Regions from separate parts of the Zea mays genome. Here region 2 is linked to region 1. A link is a contact called in public Hi-C data. All regions are on one chromosome and are shown on one strand. Each heading gives the region's core, a stretch centred on a gene start, on an enhancer-like site or on the middle of the called end of the contact. The rest is flanking DNA. Distances are from core to core; before and after follow the strand shown. Region 1 holds the start of LOC103640946 (F-box/LRR-repeat protein 3). Region 2 has its middle 8.9 kb from the start of LOC111590344.

Region 1 (4,205 bases), core at 305-2,804:
TTTGGAAGATAGGGTTCAAGAGAGGTCTTGGGTTTTCCCCCCTCTTGCCCAAGGTAGTAAGTGCACAAAAGCTTGAGTGATGCTTCTTAGGTCATTAACAATCTTGATTAACACATGGTCTCCAAGGTTCTTATGTTCTCCTTAAGTTTTTACCACAGGTGATCACAGTCCTTAGTACCAAGGTGTGCTCTAGCCATGGTAACACCTGAGGTGTTACAGCCCTCCCCCCTTAAAGGAATCTCGTCCCGAGATTTTAGGCAGTGTCCTCTAGAGGGGTGCTACGAAGGTACGTTGGTGTGATGTTCCTTCTTTTGTTCAAGTTTCTCTAGTTAACTGCTCTTCGAATGTCATTCTCTTTGCAACTTCAGAAGGAAGTCCTTTTTAAGTTAAATCCACAACTTAGACTACCCTTGTTATCTAAGTCCTTTTTAAGTTAAATCCACATGTGTTGAGGTGGATTGTAGTGTAAATTAGTTTAAGTTACATCCCAATCCACCTCAATACAAGTGGATTAGGGTCAACACTAGAGTACCCAAACTAGGCCTCAAAGAAAATTGGAGTGAGGATTTTAGCCCCTCCAAGTCTCCAACCTCCTCTAGTTGTGTGGCTCATAAACTAATTCTGAGATTAAGTTTCCAAACTAGCTCTTATTACATTTATAAAAGCAATAAAGCATGATCGTATGGAAAATAAAAAGTGAAAGCTATAGTAGTACTAGAATGACACATGTACGTGATGACATAAATGATGAAAGGAATACAATGACATCGGTTAGTTCAGAATGTGATTCCTGCGACGATAACCAAGAGTATGACTCCCAGTATTTATCATTTTTGATAATGTTCTTTCTTCTCCTTCTTTTAAAAAAATAAATAAAAAGAGAAGAAACATTGCCGGTCAGCTACACTAGCAAACTGTCAAAAGCTACCCCTGGCCCTACCCATTGCACAGTTTTTCAATTTGTGAAATGCAAGTTTTTCAATTTGTGAAATGCAAGTGGCACCGTCGTTTGGGCCTGTTCGCTTCTGTTCGCTTATGATTAAATTTGATTGTTTAAACTGTTATAGCTATAAACTATAGAGACAAAAACAATATAAAAATAGTAGAAACCAGTATACACTTTCTACTCCATATTAAATCACGATCTAGTATCTTTTCGTCTCATTCAATTTTACACACTGTTAGCGGTACCCATCTCGTCGCATCTTACTTAGGTTTCTTCGTACGTCAGGTAGAAAATTCGAACCCTGTACCCTGCTAGTTTGATGTTAAGTGATTTGCTTCTATTACTCTAACTCATGTCTATTTGTTAAAATATTGAAAAATTATACCTATACTAATAATTTAAACATAAACAATAATCATGAAACCAACCGTTGTAACGTAAGAGTAAATAATTAGTTCAATTAGCTATGTATATATTAATCCATTTCAAATAAAAAGAAAAGAAAATTTGCTGCGGGTCCGAGAGTAGGGCCGGGCGTTTTAGTCATCTTCTCCACCGCATTACCAGCGATTGATCAGGTGTCACCTTCGACCCTCACCCGAGGCAGGCGGTATTCCGACCGGCATCACCTATCCACATCTTTCTCCCTCTCTCTCTCTCTCCTCTTCCGTCCCTCCTCTCTCCCTCTCTACGCCACGCCTCCACCTCCACACCTGCACGCCTCTCGCTCTCTCTCCTCACCTGTCGAGCTGCCCACAGCCCGTACGTACCTGCCCCCAGTCCCAGTCCCCGCCGCCCCGCCTGCCCGACCCGCGGCTTATCCACCACGTCCGCCGCTGGGCTGGATCGATCGGGACCGGTATCGCGCCGCCGCCGCTGCCCTCGGCACTCGCGGGATCCTGTTCCTACCATGCAGCAGCGCTGCGCCCTTGCCCGACCGCGCCGGCCCGCCGAACCGCGCGTTCCGCTCCCCGACGATCACTCCCTCGTCGCCGTCTTCTCCTTCCTCTTCATCCCCACCTAAATCAACCTCCTCGCCGCGAAATTCTGCTACAATTTCTTCATCTTCCCTTCCCGCCGGGAGCGGACGGATCGCCGCTTCCTCGGCCGGCGGGATGAGCCGGGAGGCGCAGAAACTCGACTGCGCCGCCGGCGCCGGGGGGATCGGGGTCCTGTCGCTGGACCTACTGGGCCAGGTGCTGGAACACCTGCGGGAGCCCCGGGACCGCAAGACGTGCCGCCTCGTCAGCCGCGCCTTCGAGCGCGCCGAGGCCGCGCACCGCCGCGCGCTTCGGGTGCTCCGACGCGAGCCGCTCCCGCGCCTGCTCCGCGCGTTCCCGGCGCTCGAGCGGCTCGACCTCTCCGCCTGCGCCTCGCTCGACGACGCCTCCCTCGCCGCGGCCGTCGCCGACGCCGGCGGAGGGCTCGCCGGCCTCCGCAGCGTGTGCCTCGCGCGGGCCAATGGTGTCGGCTGGCGCGGCCTCGAGGCGCTCGTCGCGGCCTGCCCCAAGCTCGCGGCCGTCGACCTGTCGCACTGCGTCACCGCCGGGGACCGCGAGGCCGCCGCGTTGGCGGCGGCGTCCGAGCTCAGGGACCTGAGGCTGGACAAATGCCTTGCCGTCACCGACATGGGGCTCGCCAAGGTGGCTGTTGGGTGCCCCAAGCTGGAGAAGCTCAGCCTCAAGTGGTGCCGTGAGATCTCTGACATTGGAATTGATCTGCTGGCCAAGAAGTGCCCTGAGCTCCGCAGCCTCAACATATCCTACCTCAAGGTTACTATTACTATATTGTATGAGTTATTGAACCGTTCATTGCTTGAGTAGTGGATTGATGAAAGATGGTAATTTGTGGGTAGATGTTTGGACTAGCAATTGATACAATGTTTATAGAAATGACGAAAATGTCATATGCAGCAACACACCTAAAGTAAGCACCATTGTCCAAAGAATTTTTGGGCAGTTTAGTTATTATGATACCCAAGTACCCAACAAGAGCTGCACAAACCAAATTTCAGATACATGGTGGTGGTACAGAATTGGTAGCATGATATGTTAAATCTCAACTTTAACCTGCAAATTATCATAAATCTTGTGAAGTCGGACTTAAGTTGGAAGCTAGTGCATATCGGCGAGAAAGTGCTATTCAAACATTATGAGTCATATTGTTGGTGGCTATTTTTAATAAATTCACATACTGTAGGAAATGGTTACATCTTCACTTCTCTTTTCCTGTCTGTAGGTAGTGACAGCTTAGAGTGTACAGTAGTTACATGTAACACCTGGCCTGTTTGGACTTTCTTTGCCAGGTTTTAAAAATCAGTACAGTAATGAGTATTTGATAGGTGATGCTACCTAGTGATTACTCCCTCCGTCCCAGTATATAAGGCGTAACCAACTCTGGTTCAAAGACTAAGAAATGTATTTAATTCTATCTATACCACTGCATCGATGTACGTATGCACAGAGAGAGCACGCCTTATATTGTGGGACAAGAACAAAAAGTGGTTACGCCTTATATTATGGGACGGAGGGAGTAGAAGATGTAATTGTGGTAAAATCAGGCAATATGCTAACTAGTAGTGATTAGAAGGTGATTAAAAGGCGGTTGTATAGTAACAGCTAGGGACATCCATTATTTTAACATAACAAGCCTGAGGAATGGCCTAATAGGCCCATTTTGAAAGCAATCTGTGCCATGCAAATGATTATGTTGTGATACTGGATAACCCCAGATTGGAAGTTTAAAGTTAGAGTTGTACTTAGCATACGAAATATCATGATCCATACATTTTGCCGTCCACTGAGGTGTTAGGTGTGTGACTATAAAGAGCCTGGGCGCTTAATGAATTTGTGGCCCAAGTCTTGCATTATTTATTTTTTTCATTGATAGTATAATGGCATCATTCCATTATACTACTTGTTTGCACTATATGCTTATATTTCTTGTGTTGCAGGTGGGCAATGGATCCCTTGGATCAATTTCGTCACTTGAGAGGCTTGAGGAATTGGCAATGGTTTGTTGTTCAGGTATAGATGACGAAGGCTTGGAATTGCTGAGCAAGGGGAGCGATTCGCTGCAGGTAATCACTTCTTGGGATGTTAAACTTTCATAGATTTTTTATGGCTGATGCACAACATTGTGTCAATTTGATTATTTAAAATTTGAACAGTTTTCGTTATTAGCCTCCTTATTGTGACTTTGCTTACTGTCATCTGAAATCTGAAAATTGGCAAGTTTACATTTTAAAAAATGGTGAATT
Region 2 (3,971 bases), core at 122-2,621, 91 kb before region 1:
CTAATATAGCTACCTCCTATAATGATCTATTATAAAAAAACATTTCTCTACAATATTTATGTAATTTGCAAGCGCGCCCAAGGGCGCACGCCAACCACTAGTAAGCCATTAGTTAGGATTACAAATCATGTGTCATTCGGGTGGGAGTGTTTAGCACCAATGCGTAAACCCAAGATATAAGGAATGATTAACACACAAGGTAATCCTTAAAGTTCATAACATTAAGACACATGCATAAAAAGTAAAGTGAATTGAAGTTGCATAGATAAAGAACGTGGTCAAAGGACACTTGCCTTGTACAAACTCTCTTTTTTTTTGCTTGAGTTATACAAAAGCATGTTCCATGGTAGCCTCAAACAGATCCCCTTCTATATGCATCGAACATGGCACCCACATGAGCAACGAATGGTAACTTGTCAACTGAACTAGTATAATAATGGAAACAAATGGATTGACTATGGTGTTATTCGTTTTGACTTATTTTCTCTATCCTTCATCCTTTGATTTCTTGTATTCATTGCCAAGGGGAGAAAGCATTATCGTTTTAACTGTGTTGCCCCGTTATGCTTCCTCGTGGTTGCAGCAGAGTAAACCTAAATATATAAGAAAACTAAGGAGGTGTTTGGTTTAAGGAATCACTACATCCAAATTAAGGTGGTGCATCATGGGTTCATTTCGCAAATTTGGTGGGATGACCCCATTACTCATATTAGTACTAACTAAATAACTATGAGGAATAAGATGATGATGGATCAACTCATTCCATTCCACAAACCAAACAAAAATAGTGAGGAATGAGAAGATGATGGACTAGCTCATTCCTCAAACCAAACACCCTATAAAGTACTTGATAGAGTCCGCCTTTTTCCCCTAAAGTATCTTTAACTTATCTAACTCTGGTATTTGAACTATTAAAACGATTTAATTTTGATCCCTCGACGAGGTGGATTTTGGTTATTTTCGGACGGTTGCAGCGCTCAAAATTAAACGGCTTTAACAGCTAATAAGGTGTCAAAATCAGACGGTTTTGTAGCTCTGAATTTAAATTAGACAAAAGCAAGAGTCGGACAAACACATCTATTAATAACGTCTTCTTTCCGTGTACGGGCAATAATTTATTAAATTTATATCAATCAAACATCTGATCCAATCACAGTCCGTTTTTTTTATCCTAAGTCATAGATAAATCACGGTCGTATTCGTCTTCTCTCTCCTCTGTCACCGAACCTTCCAAGAAAATTCCATAGCCGCCTCACGTGTCCGAATCATCAGGGGGAAATTTGCTTTGGCACAACGCCTTTTCCGTTCCCGAAAGCTCAATTATTCGGTCGGCCTGTACGTGGCTGCTGACATCACTCGTGCTTACTGCAGCAGTTCAATGGATGGATGTGAGCCGCCGCTTCTCATATCACACTTCGAATGGCTCATGTGCTAGGCGATACTATGCTAGGGGTGGTATCCCATATTCGCATGGCGATGGGAACTTGTCTCTGTCTCTCATGAAGAGAGTTTTCTGACTTGACGTTAGTAGGTTTCTATTCTTTAATTATTGGAATCTAGAACCATCTCTAGGAATTAGTGTCCTACTTTACCTAATAGCAATGAATGGTTGCGTGCGTGGAGATTCTTCCTGCTTTACCTAATAGCAATGAATTGTTGTGTATAAGTACAGGTAGTACTCCCTCAGTCCTAGTATATAAGGCGTAACCACATATAGTTTAAAAACCAAGAAATGTATTTAATTATGTCTATACTAATTCTAATGGTAGTCACATTTCATCCCATAGAGAACCAAATTAAGATCACACCTGCAACTGTTGCATTTCACAACATAATTAGAGGACAAAATGGAGACAAAAGATATGTCGGCGTTTCGAGACAGGGGGTCCCTAAGCCGACGAGTGAGTGTGCTACGTGCCCCAGCCCAGATGGGTCGAGCGCGTGGGCGAGCGCGAAGGGGGGAGAGGCGAGGTGGCCGGAGTCGAGCGTGAGAGAGGTGGAAGTCCCGCGGCCTTCGTGTTCGTCCCGCGCCCAGGTCAGGTGCGCTTGCAGTAGGGGGGTTACAAGCGTCCACGCGGGTGAGGGAAGCGAGCGGCCCCAAGAGAGCGCCTGTCCCGTCCTCGGTCCCGCGCGGCCAACCTTCTCTAAGAAGGCCCTGGTCCTCCCTTTTATAGTCGTAAGGAGAGGATCCAGGTGTACAATGGGGGGTGTAGCAGAGTGCTACGTGTCTAGCGGAGGGAGAGCTAGCGCCCTAGGTACATACCAATGTGGCAGCCGGAGAGATCTGGGCACCCTGCTGGCGTGATGTCGTGGCTGTCGGAGGTGCGGCGGAGCCTGGCGGAGGGACAGCTGTTGGAGCGGTCGAGTCCCTGCTGACGTCGTCCTGCTTCCGTAAGAGAGCTGGGGGCCGCCGTCGTCATAGAGCTTGTGGAGCGCCATCATTGCCCCTCCGGTGGAGCTGGCCGGATGGGACGCCGGTCTTGTTCTCCGTGACCCGAGTCGATTCGGGGTAGGATGATGATGGCGCTTCCTGTTGACGTGGCGGTCTGTGCTCTAGGCAGGGCGACGTGGGGGTTCCTCCGAAGCCGAGGTTGAGTCTGCCTTCCGTTGCCGTGGCCGAGCCCGAGCCATGGGGTCGGGCGAGGCGGAAGTCGTTCGGCCGAGGCCAGGGCGGAGTCCGAGCCCTGGGGTCGGGCGAGGCGGAGTTTCGTCGTCTTCCGGGTCTTAGCCCGAGTCCGAGCCCTGGGGTCGGGCGGAGCGGAGTTCGCCGTCTTCCGGGTCTTAGCCCGAGTCCGAGCCCTGGGGTCGGGCGGAGCGGAGTTCGCCGTCTTCCGGGTCTTAGCCCGAGTCCGAGCCCTGGGGTCGGGCGGAGCGGAGTTCGCCGTCTTCCGGGTCTTAGCCCGAGTCCGAGCCCTGGGGTCGGGCGGAGCGGAGTTCGCCGTCTTCCGGGTCTTAGCCCGAGTCCGAGCCCTGGGGTCGGGCGGAGCGGAGTTCGCCGTCTTCCGGGTCTTAGCCCGAGTCCGAGCCCTGGGGTCGGGCGGAGCGGAGTTCGCCGTCTTCCGGGTCTTAGCCCGAGTCCGAGCCCTGGGGTCGGGCGGAGCGGAGTTCGCCGTCTTCCGGGTCTTAGCCCGAGTCCGAGCCCTGGGGTCGGGCGGAGCGGAGTTCGCCGTCTTCCGGGTCTTAGCCCGAGTCCGAGCCCTGGGGTCGGGCGGAGCGGAGTTCGCCGTCTTCCGGGTCTTAGCCCGAGTCCGAGCCCTGGGGTCGGGCGGGGCGGAGTTCGCCGTGGTGCCTTTGGCAAGGCCTGACTGCCTGTCAGACTCACTCTGTCGAGTGGCACTGCAGTCGGAGTGGCGCAGGCGGCGCTGTCCTTCTGTCAGACTGGCCAGTGGAGTGGTGGAGTGACGGCGGTCACTTCGGCTCTGCCGGGGGCGCGTGTCAGGATGAAGGTGTCAGGCCACCTTTGCGTTAAATGCCCCTGCAATTTGGTCAGTCGGTGTGGCGATTTAGTCAAGGTTGCTTCTGAGCGAAGCCAAGGCCTCGGGCGAGCCGGTGATGTGTCCGCCATAAAAAGGGGGCCTCGGGCGAGACGGAAGTCTCTCGAGGTCGGCTGCCCTTGGCCGAGGCTAGGCTCGGGTGAAGCGTGATCGAGTCACTCGTGTGGACTGATCCCTGACTTAATCGTACCCATCAGGCCTTTGCAGCTTTATGCTGATGGGGGTTACCAGCTGAGAATTAGGCGTCTTGAGGGTACCCCTAATTATGGTCCCCGACAGTAGCCCCCGAGCCTCGAAGGGAGTGTTAGCACTCGCTTGGAGGCTTTTGTCGCACTTTTTTGCAAGGGGACCAGCCTTTCTCGGTTGCATTTCGTTCCGGTGGGTGCGCGCGAGCGCACCCGCCGGGTGTAGCCCCCGAGGCCTCGGAGGAGTGGTTACACTCCTTCGAGGTCTTAATACCTCGCGCAATGCTTCGGC

What was found. A called contact is a pair of places that touch in the nucleus more often than the background predicts.
Region 2: a Hi-C map of leaf shows a contact between it and region 1, with 2.2 times the contacts expected there. The contact joins the enhancer-like site here to the promoter of LOC103640946 in region 1. A contact is called at or near these places in 6 of 25 Hi-C or Micro-C datasets (bundle sheath, ear, endosperm and 2 more).

The regions. Positions count from the first base shown.
Region 1 is chr10:23,347,548-23,351,752 of Zm-B73-REFERENCE-NAM-5.0, reverse strand. LOC103640946 (F-box/LRR-repeat protein 3) reads left to right here and starts at 1,554. Exons shown (of 7, transcript XM_008664387.3): 1 at 1,554-2,718; 2 at 3,900-4,025. The coding sequence starts at 2,062.
Region 2 is chr10:23,438,846-23,442,816 of Zm-B73-REFERENCE-NAM-5.0, reverse strand. No RefSeq gene overlaps it. Among protein-coding and RNA genes, the nearest start is that of LOC111590344, 8.9 kb to the left of the region's middle. Within about 2 kb of position 1,371, at least 16 of the 20 cell types and tissues checked have an H3K27ac peak or open chromatin away from gene starts, as enhancers often do. A contact at or near this core is called in bundle sheath, ear and leaf, where this site is marked.